Linked DNA regions of Mus musculus: region 2 is linked to region 1. A link is a contact called in public HiChIP or PLAC-seq data. All regions are on one chromosome and are shown on one strand. The core of a region is the stretch at or near the end of the contact, and the rest is flanking DNA. Distances in the headings are between cores, read along the strand shown.

Region 1 (4,398 bases), core at 1,089-3,588:
CTAATCTGTCTGCGGCAGAGTTCCTTAGAAGAGCATCTTCTGAGGTGTGTACTAATGGAATGGACCAGTTTCAGGACAAAGAAAGGTACTTTGTCAGCATGTCTGCTGCCAACACACAGATTTTTATACTACTCTCAACTGAAGGGGAGATGTTCAACGCTAGTTTCCTACTGCCACATGTAACTAGAAAGCCCTCCGGTGTGGCTGCTGTCCTGAAGTCTAGCCTAACTTTGCACTAAACTGGATACAAGGCTGTTATTTCTGAGCTGGTTGACAAATCCCCACTTCTCTCATCTCAGAGCACAAGACTAGGCTATGAATTATAACCACTGCTTTCTGCAAGCCAAGTGGGGCATACTGTATGCTGTGATATCAGCAATTGCGTAGCTGAGGCAGGACTTCAAGGTCAGCTGATTTACTTAGGGAGGGCTTGTCTCAAAGACCTAACTAAAACAAGGTGGATGTATTTGTTGGCTCGAGGGGGACTGTTTTAAGTTGAAACCAATTTAGAAGAGTTTCAAAAAACAAACTGCACACGGAATCAACTCATAAACCCCTAAAACTGTGCTTATAACTGTAGACAGAGGCTCACACCCTACAAAGACACAAAAATGCAATGGTTGCATTAGTCGACATTGCTGTTGGGCCTTCCCTACCGAGTGGATGGATTAGTTTAGGAACTATTAAGGCCGATGCTCTGTCAGGCCAGGGATACTGGGGTGCAGAGCCGTGACACCTGCATTAGCCGACGAGCCCTTCAGTTGCAGGGATCCCAAGGTTTCCATCTCTAGCCACTCCCCTTCCTTTCTCTCATTTCATCCTCCTTATCCACCTGTCTCCTGGAAAGGCATGGGCTTCTCTTGGGAATTAAAGGTAGGTCCCAGCCAGAGAGTCTTCAACTCTGTTTGAAGATGGTGCCAGATAAGCAGACACAAGAGGCTTGGTGACATGTGAAAACCTACCAGTTACTGCAGGAAATACTATAGTACCAAGAACTGTCAGGAGGGGAAAATGGAAGGCCGAGAAGGCATAAGTTATCCCAAACTATATTTAGAGGCCACAGAAGTAGTATTTGTTACAAAATCAGAGGTGGTGGCTCACAACTCTTAATTCCAGTAGTGAGCAGAGAGAGGCAGGCAGATCTTCGAGTTCCAGGCCAGCCTGGTCTACAGAGCTAATTCCAAGACAGCCTGGGCTACACAGGTAAACCCTCTCAAAACCAAACAGAATAAAACAAAACAAAAAACCCACCACTTTGTAGCTGTGTGGACCTGTAATCCCAGCACTCAGGAAGAAGATGGGATTAAGTCCTCTACTGCTTAGTGAGCTGGAAGGATAGCCCGGCTCCATTTAACCCCATCTCTAAGCAAAACAGACTGTATACACACACTGCACAACGACACCACACACACTCTGATGCCTATGTATTTTTTAATTTCTACAATCATGAAATTAAGCTCCTTCTAGAATACCTTGAGCAGAATTATTTCCAAACAGGAAGTAAAGGCTAGAGCTGTAGAAGACCACATATACACCATGGACACTCCACATCAGGAGCGGGCTCTTCCCTGAAGACTCAATGGAACTCACTAAGTACATCCAATGATGTGATGTTGATTCAGAAACTAAAGAAAAAGGACACAAGAATTCGAAGGGCTTAAATATATTTTATATTGATAATCTGTGTCTTTCTACCCTAAAATAATACATTATTATAGGTTACATACAGGATGAGGTGAGGTATTTGTAAAATATCTGATAAAAATAATTAATATACAATTTTCTACATGAGATGGAATCTTATGAACCACTAGGCCTTCTGAAGGGTTAACTTCATTTTCTAAATTAAACTGCCCTGAAAGACTTCCATCTGTTCCCTAAAACCATGTTGAAAATGGAGGATCTTATGTTTTCCCAGAATTTGTGCAGAAGAGGGAAAGTACACAATTGGCAGTTATTCTTTCTCACATCCAAGGTTATACATCCACACAAAACCAGTAACTCTGTGTTTAGCACAAAAAGCAAAAAAAAAAAAAAAAAAAAAAAAAAAAAAACTGCATTAGAGATGTTAAAAAAAAAAAAAAATCCTCTGAATGATGGTCAGGTTAATTCAACACCAAAGAAATTCGAGTGGCCAACAGTCTTGAAAATGCTTTATTGAAATGTGTGAGTTATGGTGCAGATGTGTCTGAAATGACCACAGCTGGAAAACGAACTTCTGAAACTTCTCAACAACCAATTAAAAAAAGAAAACCCCACCGGCCTTGACCTCTGGTGTACCAGGAGCCCAGCGAGGGCGGTTCCTTCAGAAGATTTCCATCAAAGACTAAAGAAAACAGCTACTGTATCTGGAAGCTGGTGGAGTCTCAAGTTTCCGAGGAGAAGCGACAGTTTTTTTAGACATGGAGGGTGACTTCTTTTTTTGGTAGATTTGGATGACCATGGACTTCACAGTTCTTGACAGCACCCAGGGGTGTTCAAGTCTGTATGCTTGTCATGAAAAACAGAGGGGAGGACAAGATGGCGGGAGAGAGAACCAACAGAGGACGGACGGCTCACAGGGAAGAGGGCCGGAGCCAGACATGATTAGATTAAGTCTCATAGAAATTGATCAGAAGCTGCGCATCTTTTTTAAAAGTTCTAAATTTACATTTCAAAAACTGCCCCACCCCCGCAGAGCCTCTGCCCCTCCCTGGAGCCAGTGTGAAACCTGGAGACAAACAGAAAGCACCCATCCTCCACACCCTAACTACCAAGGCAGCTCTACTTTTTTCTTTTTTCAACACACAGGATTGATAACATAGGCATATGGGTGGCATGAATCAATTAAAAAACTTTACTTTTTATGCCAGGAGGGGAAAAACAATAAATACAAGGTGCTAAAATAAGCATTAAGAATTTGGTTGGTAAGGTGTGGGAAGGCTCCCCTGATACTGATCTGTCTCAGCAAACCACACACACACATAAACGGCACAAAGTATGATTGAGGTGGTGAGATTTTAAAAAACAAGACAACATAATTCAGGTTAACTGCACTGAACAGTGAATAAATGAAATCCATCTACACCTGAATGAACATGTTTAACAATCAAAAAATTTTAAACAACCACAAAAAGTAAAAACTTCCAACAAACACAAACAGGATTTGTCTAAAGGGCACACAGTCGCCCTGCAGAGGACCCCGCCTTTACTGGTGTGTCTTCTGGTGAGACAAGAGACAGAGACAGGCTGGACTGGTTAACAGGGCGACAGGACAGTCATACAGTGGAGCGCTGTAGCTGGCTAGGCCCCCTGGGTTCCACTGCAGAGCTGGCTTTGTGCGTAGGAGGCACATGGATAAGGGTGAGTCAGGCAGACATTATTCAAAAGCTACTCTGCCAGTAACCATTGGATAACGCTGGGAAAGCTTTGGGCTTTGTATTTTATTTTTATTTTTAAATTTTATTTTTTTAAGTTTTACTCCTTGTATTTAATTTTTAAATAACAAGGCCACTGAAACTCATGCACGCTGCAAAAAACCTCATGCAGTAGTTAGGTAAACCATCCAAGCAGTTTTTATTCATTAATATTCATAAATACACACAGCAGCTTCATTAGAGATTTCAATTTTCCTCTTCAGTTTGAATGTGGAGTATTAGGAGAGCCTTTTGCATGTCAAGGTACAGGAAGCAGAGATCACCCTGCACTGCTACCTACATTTACCTGCTAGAAGTAAAAATTAGTTAAGTGGAAATGATTATCATATATATTTCTCTCTTCCTTTTGAATGTACACAATGTAACAAGAGTGACAGACCTGAAATTACAATCACCACACAAACCCAGGATAGCTGTTGTCCACTTTCATTGGCAAATACAGCACAGAGGACATTGTCTTCGAGTGGGGAGGTCATCAAAGAGGAGGTGGTGGAGGCTCATTTCCTTTATTACTCTCTTTTAAATTTAGGTTTTCTAAAGCAACATCTAAAGGCATAATATCTACACAGCCCATAGCACCAAAATCTGCCATCTCCCCCCGATCATCCTCATCTGAGGACGAGCTCTCTTCGCGCACTAACGTGGAAAGAAGGAGCTCCTGGACAAACAGGCTGCGGTCCGCACGCTCGCTCTCCATGGACTGGCGCTCTGCTTCAGACATTTTGGGATCATTCAACCTGTACAGGTAAAAAAGGAAAGACTGTATTGGTAAAAAGTCCATGAATAATGAACGGCGAGGCCAAGTTCTATAGTCTGCTTGGGACGCTTTGTTTGGTGACCTCAACACGTGAGTTATGTTCGGATAAATCTCCACACTGTGTTTCAAACCTGAGTTCAGTGGATTCGGTGAGGCTGAAAACAAAACAAAACAAATAAACAACCAAAACAAACGAGCAAACACAGAAACTAAACCATAGAGGCA
Region 2 (4,261 bases), core at 665-3,164, 86 kb after region 1:
GTATCAGATCTGCTGGAACTGGAGTTACAGACAGTGGTGAGCTGCTGTGTGGGTGTTGGAAGTTGAACTCAGGTCCTCTGGAAGAGCAGCCACTGCTCTCAGTTGCTAAGACATCTCTCTAGTCTTTTGCTTATCTTTAACCACTGAACCTGTGGTGGTTTGAATATGCTTGGCCCTGGGAGTGGCACTATCACAAGGTGTGGCCTTTTTGGAGGAAGTGTGTCACCGTGGGGTTGGATTTTGAGGCTCTCTTTCTAGCTGCTTGGAAGACAGTCTTCTCCCAGTTCCCTTCAGAACAAGATGCACAACTTTCAGCTCCTTCTCCCGTGCCATGCCTGCCTGGATGCAGCCATGCTCCTGCCTTGATGATAATGGACTGAACCTCTGAACCTGTAAGCCAGCCCCCATTAAATGTTTGTCCTTTACAAGAGTTGCCTTGGCCATAGTGTCTCTTCATTGCAATGAAACCCTAGATAGAAGTTGGTACCAGGAACTGGGGTATTGCTGTGATAGGCCTGGCCGTGTTTTTGTTTGGAAGAATGTGGATTTTGGGACTTTGGATTTGGAAAGCAGTGGAATGCTTTAAGTGGGGTTTAATGGGCCATCCTAGTAAGAATATGGCATCACTGATGCTGAGTGTGGCTTGAACTGTGGGGGTCTTGCTTCAAAAGTTTCAGAGGAGAAGAATGTTAGTATATGGCCTAAGACTGTTTTTGGTGAAGAATATGGCTACTTTTTGTTGTCTGAAGAGTCTTCCTAAGGAATCAGATTAATTGCATTGACAAAGGAAAGTCTCATAAAAGCCCATACTTATAGTGACACACTTCTTTCAACAAGGCCACACCTACTCCAACAAGGCCACAACTCCTAAGAATGCCACTCTCTGAGTCAAGTACATTCAAACCACCACAGAGCATCTCGCCACCCCACTTCCCCATCCTTTTTTTTTTTTTAAAGACAAGGTCTTGTGTACTCCACGCTGTCTCTAAGCCCCCTGAGATATCATTGCTAACCTTGACCTCCTGATTTTCTTGCCTCTACTTTCCAAGAGCTGTGATTACAGGTGTGCACAAGCCGATTTATGTGAGTTGCTTAGATCAGATTGGCCTATGGGCATGTCTGTGGGAAACTGTCTTGATTAATGATGGATGTGGGAGGGCCAACCCACTGTTGGCAGAACCATTCCCCAAGTAGGCGTTTCTGGGTTGTCTAAGAGGCTGGTTAAGTTAGAGCCTTGACAGAGAGGAGTAAGCCAGCAAATGAACCAGCAAGCATCATTCCAGGGCAGCCAGGGCTACACAGAAAAACCCTGTCTCAGAAAACCAAAACTACAACAACGACACTTCATCAGACTGTTACCACATTGGAACATGGAATTTGTGGTGACTTAAATTTTTGTTCCTGGGTCATGATCACTCAGATTTGACTCCAGAATAAAGTATCTCCTATTTCCTGTGAGATTTTTGTGTGTTTGTTTTTGTCTGCTCAGTACATAAGTTTGTATCCTACTTAAAACTGAATACTTTCCTGATCATAACTACTGTTAGCTCAGTCTGTGATCCATAGTTGCTCCCAGCTGGAAATGGGTATTTGGAGTGATCCTTGGGGCAGAAAGGTGGGTTTCTGAAAAGCCAGATGAGCCTTGATTGTAGCTAGAGGCAGGGTCTGAGGAGGGTGGGGACAGAGAAACCAGCTCAGCGACTTCTTGTTCAGGCTTTGGAATGCTTGAGCTTCTGTCATCTAGCAGCCTCGGCACTGGCCAGATTGCTCCTTTGTTGAGGGTCCCTTTCTCATGCCAGGTTCCTGGGATGTGGGAGGAGTCTCACATCAGCTGTGGCTGAAAGAAGATCCCTGCCAGTGAATGGGCAGGAGCCACACCCAGCCGAGGTAAGTTGAAGTGGGAGGGACCTCGGTGGAGTGAGTCACACTTGAGTCACCCCAAAGTGACTCAGAGCCGGGAATGGAATCTCCTGCTGGGAGGACAGTGGGACAGGAAATTCCAGCTGGCTGAAGGGAGGGATAAGGGCTAGGGATGTCGAATGCCAAGTTTATGAACAAAGGGGAGTTTGAGGAGCAGGGAGAGGAACCCTCAGAACTTGCCAAACAGGAAGTCATATCTGGACAGCAGGTGGGGGCAAGGCAGCTTGCCCCCACCTGCTAATGATCCGGGGTCCAGGTGAGAAGTCGAGAGGGCCTGAGTGCTGACCACAGTGCATAGACAAGGCACACCTCAGGCTCCATACTGGCCCAGGCCCCAAGGAACCTCCCATGCTAGTGTAATCCTCTCTTGCTGTCTACTATGGCCATTCGATCTCTTGAAGTCTTCCCACACCCAACCTGACACTCAACAAACCCTAGGGATGTATACTGGCAGTATGTCATTATGATGCTATAGTAGCTTTGGCTTTTTTTCTGTTTTCTTTTTTCCTTTTCTAAAGCTAAAGTGTCACTCTGTAGCCAAGGCTGACATGGTTGGGAACTCCCTATGGAGGCCAGGATAACCTAGGCCTCACAGGAATTCGCTTCTCTTTTGCCAGTGCCTCTTGGGAACTGGTATGCTACTAATCCTGGCTTAATGATTTTTTTTTTTTTTAAATGTAGGCTTTAGGAATGAAAACCTTCCTGTTTTCATTGTTAATACTTCTCCTTTGGTCTTTGGCTGGAGAGATGGTGTAGTAGAGCCCACACTGTTCTTACAGAGGATGAGTTTGATGCTCAGAGTCCATGTCGGATTTCTTACTATTGCCTGTAACTCCAGCTCCAGGAGGATCTGATGACCCCGCTGGCCTCGGTAGATACATGCACATCTTTTTGCTGTTGTTGCTTTTGAGACAGGATTTCTGTGTAGCCTTGGCTATCCTGGAACTTGTTCTGTAGACCAGGCAATAATCCTATTTGTCAAAAATAAGATCACTACCACACTTTCAAGCCAAATTTGAAACAATCTTTAATTAAATACTGGCCAGGTTACTGGACTCTAGCCAGGCCCACACCTGAGTTTTAAGGAAAATGCTCCCAAGTCACAGTTTTCAGATGCTTAAAAAGGCAAACCCCACAATTGACCTTCTATCCATCAGGGGCAAGTGTACATTCTGATGTAATTCTTGCCCACATGGGATCAAGTCCATCTGGTGCAAATGGCTCAAACACACGTAGGACAAACAGGAATATATTCTTAATTGCAAACAGAACTCAACCTGTAAGGTCTATTTTTCCTGTTGTGGTCTCACACAGGTTGGCCTTGAACTCAAAGAGATCTGTCAGTCTCTGTCCCCGAGTGCTGAGATTAAAAAAGTGTACCACCACTGCCTGGTCAATTAAAAAAGAAAATTAAATCTTCTAAAAAATCTTTTAACTACATTTTAAAGTTTACTTTTATTTTATTTATTTATTTTGAGACAGGGTTTTACTATGTAGCCTTGGCTGGACTGGAATTCCTATATAGACCAGGCTGAACTCACAAAAAATCTATTTGCCTCTGCCTCCCTGAGTGCTGGAATTAAAAGCAGGTACCACTACATTAGGCCTAGCTTGTGTGTGTGTGTGTAAACGTGTGATGGTCAGAAGACAATTTGAAGAAGTCAGTCCTTTGGTTCTTACCTTCCACCAGGTGGTTTCTGGGAACTGGCTCCTATCATCAGGCTGAGCTGCAGGCACCTTAACCCAAGGGGCGGCCTGTTGGCCTTCGTCTTTGAGGTTTTTAGCTGTTGTTTTGAGACAGGGTCTCATGTGGACCAGGCTGGCCTCAAACTTGCTCTATGCTCGTAAATGCTGATCCAAATCTCCAGCGCTGATCTTGAGATTCTCTGATTTTCCAGCCTTCTCCTCCAATGTTCTGTGCCCGGCTTTTATCCTCGACTTTTAAAATTTAGGGGTGTGCACCACCAAGAAAATAGCCTCTGCTATCGCAGCCCATCCCCATCCCAAGCTGGTTTGGGGAGTAAATGAAAATGGGCACAGTAAAGAAACCAAAATAGCCAGTCCGTGGTTGAAAAGGGAAAAGTTTATTCCAAACTGCCAAGACTGTCTCCTGGGAAAGCAAAGAGAAGGGACAGGAAAGATTTTTCAGGGTTAAATGGGGATGGAAGAAAGGGGGCTTGTGAGCTGATGTGGGGCTCGTGAGCGGGGACTGTGGGAGCTTAGAGGTGTACTGACCTTGACAAGTTAATAGACAGTTTATTAACACAGTCATGGGTTAATAAAGGGCCATAAGTTCCTCATGCCAGAGATAAGGAGAATGACTCCTTTTTAGCAAGCAGGA

Evidence for each region. HiChIP or PLAC-seq counts read pairs in DNA pulled down with a chosen protein or histone mark.
Region 2: an H3K27ac HiChIP or PLAC-seq map of embryonic stem cells shows a contact between it and region 1, with 22 read pairs. The contact joins two enhancer-like sites. A contact is called at or near these places in 2 of 484 Hi-C or Micro-C datasets (embryonic fibroblasts and nephron progenitors), 4 of 115 datasets of contacts at active chromatin or transcription factors (bone marrow-derived dendritic cells, embryonic stem cells and trophoblast stem cells) and 1 of 9 other capture datasets (adipose tissue).

What each region holds. Positions count from the first base shown.
Region 1 is chr6:72,838,978-72,843,375 of GRCm38.p6, forward strand. It overlaps Kcmf1 (potassium channel modulatory factor 1), which reads right to left. Exons shown (of 7, transcript NM_019715.2): 7 at 2,137-4,153. The coding sequence ends at 3,892. Among named protein-coding and RNA genes, the nearest start is that of Tcf7l1, 52 kb to the left of the region's middle. Within about 2 kb of position 2,339, at least 11 of the 459 cell types and tissues checked have an H3K27ac peak or open chromatin away from gene starts, as enhancers often do. A contact at or near this core is called in embryonic stem cells, where this site is marked.
Region 2 is chr6:72,925,072-72,929,332 of GRCm38.p6, forward strand. No RefSeq gene overlaps it. Among named protein-coding and RNA genes, the nearest start is that of Kcmf1, 27 kb to the left of the region's middle. Within about 2 kb of position 1,915, at least 175 of the 459 cell types and tissues checked have an H3K27ac peak or open chromatin away from gene starts, as enhancers often do. A contact at or near this core is called in embryonic stem cells, where this site is marked.